2 separate regions of the Mus musculus genome follow, and region 2 is linked to region 1. A link is a contact called in public HiChIP or PLAC-seq data. All regions are on one chromosome and are shown on one strand. Each heading gives the region's core, a stretch centred on a gene start, on an enhancer-like site or on the middle of the called end of the contact. The rest is flanking DNA. Distances are from core to core; before and after follow the strand shown.

Region 1 (4,581 bases), core at 535-3,034:
TCTTTTGAGATATATGATTCCTTGCATTTTTAAGAGAAAGGCACACATGAATTTAAACCTACATCAATCATGCATAACCTACCAAACTGACAAAAATGATTAAGTTTGTTAATATCCAACAGCAGTGAGAATAAGAACTATAAATTCATTGTTGTGTAAATTATATTAGTGTACTCATTCCAAAATGAATACTATCTGGAATGATTATAACATTTTATGCACATTTTTTATACTTCAAGAAATTTACCTAAAGGTATATTTGGGAGATGTTGGCAACATTTGTTTGCAAGAATTTCATCATAGTGTCATCCATATAACAAAAACTGGATACACACAAAAGGCCACCAACAGGAACTATTTACAGTACATAATGGAATATAACAAACAGGCATTGAAAGGTCTATGGTATGGGTTGATCCCAGCACCACTAAGAATGAGGCAAATGTTATTTTCATCCTTGCCAAGAAAATTACAGGTCAGCGTTGTCTGGCACAGTAGCATATGTAAATTAATTTTAAAGAGGTATTTATGCTTTATAGCTTGATATTTCTAGAAGGAGAAAAATACATACATGTGCCTATGGTGTGGGTCAGAATTTCCTATTGTTTCCCTACAGCACACTCCCTAAGGTCATGCTCTAAGACCTTCCCCTGAAATCTAATACCTTCATTTTTAACCAATTACACTTCATGCCAAGACAGAAATAGATGATGATCACAGGATAGCAATGCACGTGATTAAAACAAAATATTCCAACAATAGCTTGTTTTATCTTCATTATATTCAATAAATAAGTTGAGTGATATTTTTGCTGATATGAGGATTTGAGTTGATTCCATATATACACAAGTAAATACATGAATATGTAAGTTTTAGGTACAAATGATAGGAAAGATTCAAAAAGAAACTGGCTGGCTACAAAACCATTCACATAGTTCAAAGAATAATGGTTGAGTTTATAACACTAGCCTGTAAGAAAATAAAGACATAGAATTCAGCTGGTTATATTTACCACTTTGAGACAGAAGAAAAATGAGTTTAAACTACTCAAACTACGCTCCACATGAAAGTTCTAAACCTGGCTCTTGGAGCGTAAAACCAGCCAGCACAGGACTAAAGAGATAGATAGGTGAGCAGCTTGGAGCAGTTCCCGTTCTTGTAGAGGATCTACCTGAATATGGTCCCCACACAGTGGGTCATAACTGCCTGTAACTCCAGTTCCAGGGCCTCTGGCATCCTCTTCTGATCCCTGCAGGTTCTTTCATGAACACAGTAACCACCCAGACGTACACTCGGGCACAAACATACACACATACAACAAGGTTTTAAAAAGATTTTTCTTTTTTTTTTTTAATAAATGTGGATGTGTGTGTGTGGATATATGTGCAGATGCCCAAGGACGCCAGAAGGAGGCAATCCAGGGAGGTGGACACAGTTGAGAGCCACCCTACATGGATGCTGGGAATCAAACTTAAACCCTCAGGAAGGGCAGCAGGCGGTCTTAACCACTGAGCCATCTCTCCAGCTCTTGGCACATACTCTTAAGTATACAATATAGTTTTGACATACATTTACACTCCTGGAACCACCACTAGTCAGGATAATTAATCACTTCTAATATTCATTATGTTGCTTTGCAATTCCTACTTCCTGTCCCTCTCCGCCTTTGTCTTGTCCAAGGTAACCACTATTTGTCTTTCTATCAATATAAATTAGCTAACATTTGCTAGAATTTTATACAAATGGAATAGTACTATATATACCCCCCCCTGCTGGCTTCTTTCACTCAGCATACATTAGCATATATGGAGTTTATTTATTACTTTTGTTTATATGGATCCTGTGATGGATATTTAAAATGTTTCCAACTAAAGATTATTATAAATATCAACATATGTTTTGATTTGCTTGAACATATGTTTTCATTTCTCCTGAATACACGGCTAAAACTGGAATAGCAGAACTGGGCAGAAAAAGGAAGTTCAGCTTCTTTACAAATTACCAAATTGCTTGTCAAGGAGGTTGCATCATTTTAAAAACTGAATTTTCTCATAGTGTGTGCATGGTCCAGTCCTCTATGTCCTCACCAATCCTTGGTAAAGGTAGGGGGAATAGTTTTAGCCATCCAGTAGATATGCAGTGATAATTCTCTATGTTTTAGTTTACATTGACCCAATGACTAAAGATGCTGGTGATCATCTTGTTTTGTTTGTCATCTGTCCTATCTCTTGTTAGTGTTCAAATTCTGCCAATACAAAAATACTGGGTAGTTTATCAAGCTTAGAAAGCTTTTTTATGTACTTAGGATTTACCAGACGTGATTTGCACATTTGTTTTTCACTCCATAATCTGTGTATTGTCTTTGCACTGTCTTTTCAGGATCTGGAACTCGCCTCTACACAGACCCACCTACCAACTCTTTCTGAGTAACTAACACTTTTGTTGTCACATCTTAAAAAGATTCATTCCATAACCCAGCTTTCCAAACCTTTCTTCTAACGTAATCAATTTTAGGATTCACATTTAAGGGTTTGCATATAACTTTTACACACATTGCGAGTTATATGAGCTTTGACATGAGGGTTGCTGCTGACTTGTTGCAGACAAATATTGAACAGTTTTGGTGACACTGTGGTTTACCCACTCAGTGTTATTAAGTGACTAGAAGTCAGTTCTTCACACACATCTATGTTCTCTGGCTCTCTATTTTTTCCATTGTTTTATTTCTTGACATCAATATCGTAATGTCAAAAGAACTTTATAAAAATATTTTTATTTCTTTATAATTTGAGACATTATCATTCTGCAGCCTGGCTGGTCTGAAATTCACAAAGATCCTCTATGTCCCCTGGGTGCTAGGATTAAAGACAAGCACCATCATAACCAACAAGTTCTGCAAATCTTCAACTTTGTTCTTATTCCAAGTTGTTCTATTTTAGGTCCTTTGCATTTCTGTGTGTGCACATGAGTAGCATGTGATATGTATGCACACGTGCATACAAGCTGTGTGCATGCATATGGAGGGCAGAAGTTGATGTTGGGTGGCTTCCTCAATCATTCTCCCTCTTATATTTTGATACAAGAGCTCTCACTGAAACTAGAGCTCACCCATTTGACAAGGCTCTGGGGATCTTCCTGTCTCTGCTTCCAAAACACTGGGAGAACAGATACATGCCCCCATGCCTGCCTATCTATCTATCTATCTATCTATCTATCTATCTATCTATCTATCTATCTATCTATCTATCTATCTATCTATCTATGTGGAGCCTGGGATTCAAACTCAGGTCCTGCACTATGCAATAAGCACTCTGCTCTCCCCACTGAGCCACCTCCCTGATAACAGTCTTTTGTATGTCTGTATGAGTTTTGTAATTAGTTAACTTCTTAAAAAGTTGATGGGACTTTGAGAGTGTAACCAGTCAAGCAACCTTCTCTTTAGGAGAACTGGTATTGCAAATTCATTCTACAATTTCACAAAGTCCACCTCACCATATATTTCATTCATAGTTGAGTCAATTGCACTCAACTATGTTTTGATCTTTTCAGTATATGGACTGCTCACATCTCTTATTCCTAAGTATCCCCTTTGAAATTATAAGTCAAATTCTATATTAAATTTTTAAAATTTAGAATGTTACTGTTATATAGAAACACAGTTGACTTTTATACCTTGAGTTAGTATCTTCAGTGATATATAACTGCTTTGTTTTACTAGCTAGACCATACATATCATCGGTAAATAATGAGTCACACTTTCTATTCTAAATGACTTTAACTCTGCTCCTTACCTTACTGCACTGCTATAATCAGCAATGTTCAACAGTGGTGAATGTTGAACAAAAGCAGATCTCAGGAAGAAAGTAGGAGTTAGATGTTTATTATGAAGCATGATATCAGCTGTTGGTTTTTCTGTGATATCCTTTATGAAATTAAGGAGACTAGGCTAGGCATTAGGACCTGAGTTTGGTTCTCAGCACCCACACTGAGCAGCTTACAACTCTCTATAACACCAACTCCAGGGGGATCTGACGCCTCTAGGTCCTGTAGGCACCTGCACTCATGTGCACATACCCCTACACATAATACATGTAATTAAGAATAAAAATAAAATCATTTTTAAAACAAGAAAATTAAGGGCAGTGACATGTTAGTGGGGAGGTTGTAGGATTGAGCACAGGACCTTGTTGGAGGATAAGCACGCATCCTACCACTAACCAGCACACTGCGCTCTAGGGGATTTCTATCCCTAATGGGCTGAGACTGTTGAACCAGCAATTTCATTCTAGAGTCTTTGAAAATGACTTTGGGGTTCCAGCTCATTAACATAGTAAAGTATAATAACTATTAAATGTTAATCCAACCTTGAATTCCTAAAATAACTATTTGGTCTCTGACAAATAATTTAAACAGGGTTAGTCCCCTCCAAAACTCAACATTGAATTTTGACTGCCCCTGTGGCAGTGTTGGATGCTGGGTCCCATGCAGTTGCTCAGTTAAGAGAGGTAATTGTTTTACAGGAGTGGATTCACTCTCCAGGCCAGGCACCTTCTTTCTCATGCCTTGCCTCTTCAGCCCAGC
Region 2 (4,581 bases), core at 1,265-3,764, 550 kb before region 1:
CATCCTGGCAACAAAATATTCTAAAACTTCAGTGGCAGTTCAGGGCCAAAGATGGACCTGAAACCACATTAATAGTCACTGGAAGTATTTAGCCCTAATGTTTGCTCATTCTCTGAAACTTCTGTGTTCTCTTTTTTTTTCTTCTTTTTCTTTTTTGTTTTGTTTTGTTTTGTTTTGGGGGGGGGGGGCAGAGGTGAGACAGGGTTTCTCTGTGTATCCCTGGCTGTCCTGGAACTCATTCTGTAGACCAGGCTGGCCTCAAACTCAGAAATCCACCTGCCTCTGCCTCCCAAGTGCTGGGATTAAAGGTGTGCGCCACCACTGCTCCCCTGGCCTGTCCTCTCTAATTAAAGGGTCTGACCCTCTATCTCTCTCCAGACTATACAGTGGATACAGGATAAGGTTGCTTCTTGTCACGTACAACAGGCCTTCCCATTTTGGTCCCGAATGCAGCTGTGTTCAGAGCTGAGGAGTTTCATAAGCAACTGGATCAGGAATGGTCACTTTAACCTCAACAATAGATCAATCCATTGATGGTGTCCTAATTTAATGGGAAACAGTGGAAGCTTAAGGGGTAAGACTCCCTAAAGAGAGCAGATCCCTTAGGAGCGGCCTCAGAGCTCCCTGTATTCTCCCTGGCACTGCCCACACTTGGTCTCTGCGTCTTGGCGGCCATGAGGTGGGGTATTCTCCTCTGCCAGGGACTCTGTTATGAGCATGTCCTGCCTCACGTTGAATGATTAGCAACGGAGCCAGCTGACCTGACCTGGGCTAAAATCTCTAAAACCATGAGCTAAAAAGACATCTTTCTTCCTTTTAAATTCTTCCTCTCAGATGTTCTGTCACACAGACAAAATGCTAACACATCTCTTAATTCGAGACCTAATTTGAGTCAGGATTTCCTCATGTGTAAAATAGGGAGATGGCTGTTTCTATTGCTGGGAGGAAATAAGATAGATTATGCTGTCAGCCAGCATCTTGTGTTTTTACTAGGTGTCAGGTGACAGGCAAAGTGTTAGAAAGTGAGCTCTCAAAGCTGGGGATTTGTGCAATGTTTATTCACTGGTGTATATGAAAAAAAAAAAACTGTATTCAATGATTTAAACATAAGCCTCAGAATAACCTAGTTAGTGAGAGAGACATCATTAACAGCACAGGAAGATGCTGGAGGCACAGGAAGCAATAGTGAAATCCCCACCATACAGCTATTGGGTCGACCCGACTGAACCCAGGCATCTAGATTGCAAAGGAATGAACCGTTAATCCCCAAGCCCTGTGGCCCCGGACCCAAACTGATGCTTGACATTTGTTGATCCAATATAATGTGGAAATTTCTAAGAAGTATTATCAAGCCATCCTTTAAGCTTGTAAAAAGTAGAGAATTACTCCATAGTGCAAGCCAAGTGATCTAACAATAGAGCTTTAAACACATCCTTCCTGAAGGGGATTACAGCAGCTACATTTTCTTGTACTTCCTCCTGCTGGCATTTCTACCGATTTCTCAACACCAACAGATCTGCGGACAGTGGTCTGATCTTCGTTTGAGTTTAAAAGTACCTTTCTAGGCAGTTTGAAACTTCCACCTTCAGGAAAACCAGTAATGATTCTTCATAGAATAACCTTTTAGTCTGCTTTTTATGATGTTGGTGAGGAGTAGAAACTGAAGTTCTCTCGGGGGCAGGAACCTCTTCTCTTTAACGCACCTCCTGGGGAAGAATTTTGCCCCGGCTGCTCAACTTTCTATTGGCACAGGACCCAGAACTTCTATATATGGCTATTTGCAATCACAAACCACATACCTCTACCTCGATACCTCACCTGCTGACTCAAGAAGCAGGGGAGGTGATTCATGTCTAGTGAATAGAATTCTGTTGCAATCAAAGAAAACGGTGTCTTTTAAAAGAGAAAACCGAAGTTCCCCAACTCTCAAAGTCCAATACATCTTTCTCCTACCTATACAAAGTAAAGCTAAAAGACACTTGGAGGGGAGAAAGATCTCTCATGGGAGCCTTAGGAAAAAAGTTCTCAGCACAGAACTCTGAGCAGGGGCAGGAGACCTTCCTCTAACCCTTCTTCTTTTAAATGTTTCCGAGACATTTAGGAATGAGCAGTCCCCTGGATGTGAGCTTGGGCTGCAAGACCCTAAGTTTGATAACTTACTCAGCTCGGCCCTTGTGCCCCCCAGGTCAAGTCTCTTCTATTTCCATAGAAGGGAAGAGGGCTTGGGGGAAGGGAGGGGAGGGAACAGCCCCAGGAGCAAGCTGCGCTCACGACCTGGGACTCCGCGGGAACCTGATGTTCCGTGGTTGTAGAGGGGCGGGCATGGGAAACTTACCCTTGGGGCCGCGGAGGCGAAGCCCAGGCAGAAGCTCAGCGAAGGTGAAAGATCAGCCTCGGCCGGCCGTAGCTCCCGGCTAGCCTGGGTGGCAACCCAGACCGCACCCTTCCTCAGCCCCTCCTCCTGTTTCTACTCACGGACTGCCCAGGACCGGCTTGCAAGTGGCTCTTGGATCCAGGATCCTCTCTGCTCCAGTCGTGACCTACCCACCACGCCCCCCTCGCAAGCCCTCCCCTTCCCCTGTCTCCCTCACATCCTCCTCCAGCTTCCTCCAAACCCAAACCCTTTCCTCTGTCTTCTTTCTTTTCACTTTTCTCACCCCCCGCCCATCCCCCGCCCACCCCCACTCCCACCCCCTCCTTTTAGGGCTTGGCTCATTTTCTAGACAGCATGGATTCAGAGTTGACAGTCCTCACAGGTACCTATACTAAGTATGGCTTACTTACCTAGAGGGTCCTTCGAGTCAGGCACTGGTCTAAACCCCGCATGATAACCAAACTACAAGACAGATGCGATTGTACTCATTTTACAAGGAGTCACAGAGGCAAGGGAGGTCAAATCATACAGAAAGAACGGCAGAGCTAGATTTTGAGTTTATGAGTCTGAGGAGTGTCTCTGCTTGGCCTTTTGACTCTAAAGGGAGGATTAGAGCTCAGAGAAGCACCAGTGTTTGTGTTTTGAGCCCTCAGAACCACAGGTAAGTCACGGAGGATAAACATTAAATTCCCACTAAAATGGCCAGTTTTGTGTCAGCTCCCCACAAACTAGAACCCTTAATTGAGAAAGTGACTCCCATAAAATGAGGTTTAGGCAAGCCTTTAGGACTCTGTTTCCTTAATTAGCGTTTGAGGTGGGAGGACCCAGACCATTGTGGGCGGTGCTATCCCTGGGCTGCTGGTCCTTGTATGCCTTTAAGGACTGATCAAGTCCTAGAGAGCAAAATAGACAGCATTCTTCCCTTGGCCTTTGCGCAAGCTCCTGCTTCCGGTTCCAGGGTCCCTCTAGGTTCCTGCCCTGACTTCTTTCAATGGCAGGGTGTGCTGCGGACGCATAAACTGAAACAAACTCGTTCCTTCCTCCTCAAGTTTCTTTTCGCCACGATGTTTTACCCCAGCAATAGAAACCTAAAGACATCCACTTAATATCGGGTAGTGTCTGTGAAAGAAGATAGGTGGAAAAGCCACTAATTATCAGACATTGAAGTTAGTGGACTATGTCATCTGTTTACTTTTACATTCTTCAGGTTGTTTCTAGGACACAGAAGTTTTTATTAAAGCCTGTGGAACAGAGGGGCTAGGGGAATATCTCAGAGGGTAAAAAGTTTGTAAAAAACGAGGTCCTAAGTTTGAATCCTCAGGACCCATGTAAAATTTGGTATTAATCTGTGTTTTGGAGCTGGCTGGCAAACCAGCTTAACCAATGGTAAGTTCCTGGTTCTGTGTGAGACTCTGTCAAGGGAATAAGGCAGACAGCAACACTGGAAGACATACTGCTCTGGTTTCTGCATGCTCAGACACACACAACAAACGCATGTGCATATACACCCCACTACCACTATCACCACCACCACCACCACCACCACCACCACCACCATCACCACCACAACCTCCAGCATCACCACAACCTCCAGCATCACCATCATTACCCTCATCATCACCGTCATCATCACCACCACCACCACCACAAAACATAAAGATGTACAGAAGAGGAAGCAAGTGTAGACAAACTGAGTGAGCAGGTCAAGTAAGTGGATGTGGTCAGCAGACCAGCCCTGATGTTACTCTACCTCGGTGCAGAACTTCATCAAGAATCTTAGGTTTTCTGTATTGGGGCATAGTTATAGTTTTTCTCATATGTTATTTTATGTTAGTTCCAAATATTGATGTAGCAGTACTATAAAATACTATTTATTAGTTCTTAATTCCTTTTACATTTATTTATGTCTGTATATGTGCCTATGTGTGCATATTTGTGTATGTGTGCATGCTTTTGTGTGTGGCATGTTTAATGGCATATGAACTCAGATGGGAGGTATGTGTTTGTGTGTGCATGTGTATGTGCATGCAATTGTATGTGAGCTCAGATGGTGTGTGTGTGTGTGTGTAAACTTGTATCTGTATAGGTGACACGTGAGCTCAGATGCTGTGTGTGTATGTATGTGTGTATGGAATGGTATGGAATGGTATGTATAGTGTGTGTGTGTGTGTGTGTGTGTGTGTGTGTGTGAGTTCACAAGCACAATG

What was found. HiChIP or PLAC-seq counts read pairs in DNA pulled down with a chosen protein or histone mark.
Region 2: a contact with region 1 is called in an H3K4me3 HiChIP or PLAC-seq map of bone marrow-derived macrophages, with 4 times the contacts expected there. The contact joins the promoter of Anxa3 here to the enhancer-like site in region 1. A contact is called at or near these places in 16 of 39 promoter capture datasets (the 3T3-L1 cell line, 3T3-L1-derived adipocytes, the C10 cell line and 12 more), 1 of 484 Hi-C or Micro-C datasets (nephron progenitors), 10 of 115 datasets of contacts at active chromatin or transcription factors (the NIH/3T3 cell line, acute myeloid leukemia, bone marrow-derived macrophages and 6 more) and 3 of 9 other capture datasets (adipose tissue, embryonic stem cells and liver).

The regions. Positions count from the first base shown.
Region 1 is chr5:96,242,159-96,246,739 of GRCm38.p6, reverse strand. The region is part of intron 7 of Mrpl1 (mitochondrial ribosomal protein L1); the gene reads right to left. Among named protein-coding and RNA genes, the nearest start is that of Mrpl1, 34 kb to the right of the region's middle. Within about 2 kb of position 1,784, at least 13 of the 459 cell types and tissues checked have an H3K27ac peak or open chromatin away from gene starts, as enhancers often do. A contact at or near this core is called in acute myeloid leukemia and bone marrow-derived macrophages, where this site is marked.
Region 2 is chr5:96,791,318-96,795,898 of GRCm38.p6, reverse strand. Anxa3 (annexin A3) reads right to left here and starts at 2,514. Exons shown (of 13, transcript NM_013470.2): 1 at 2,336-2,514.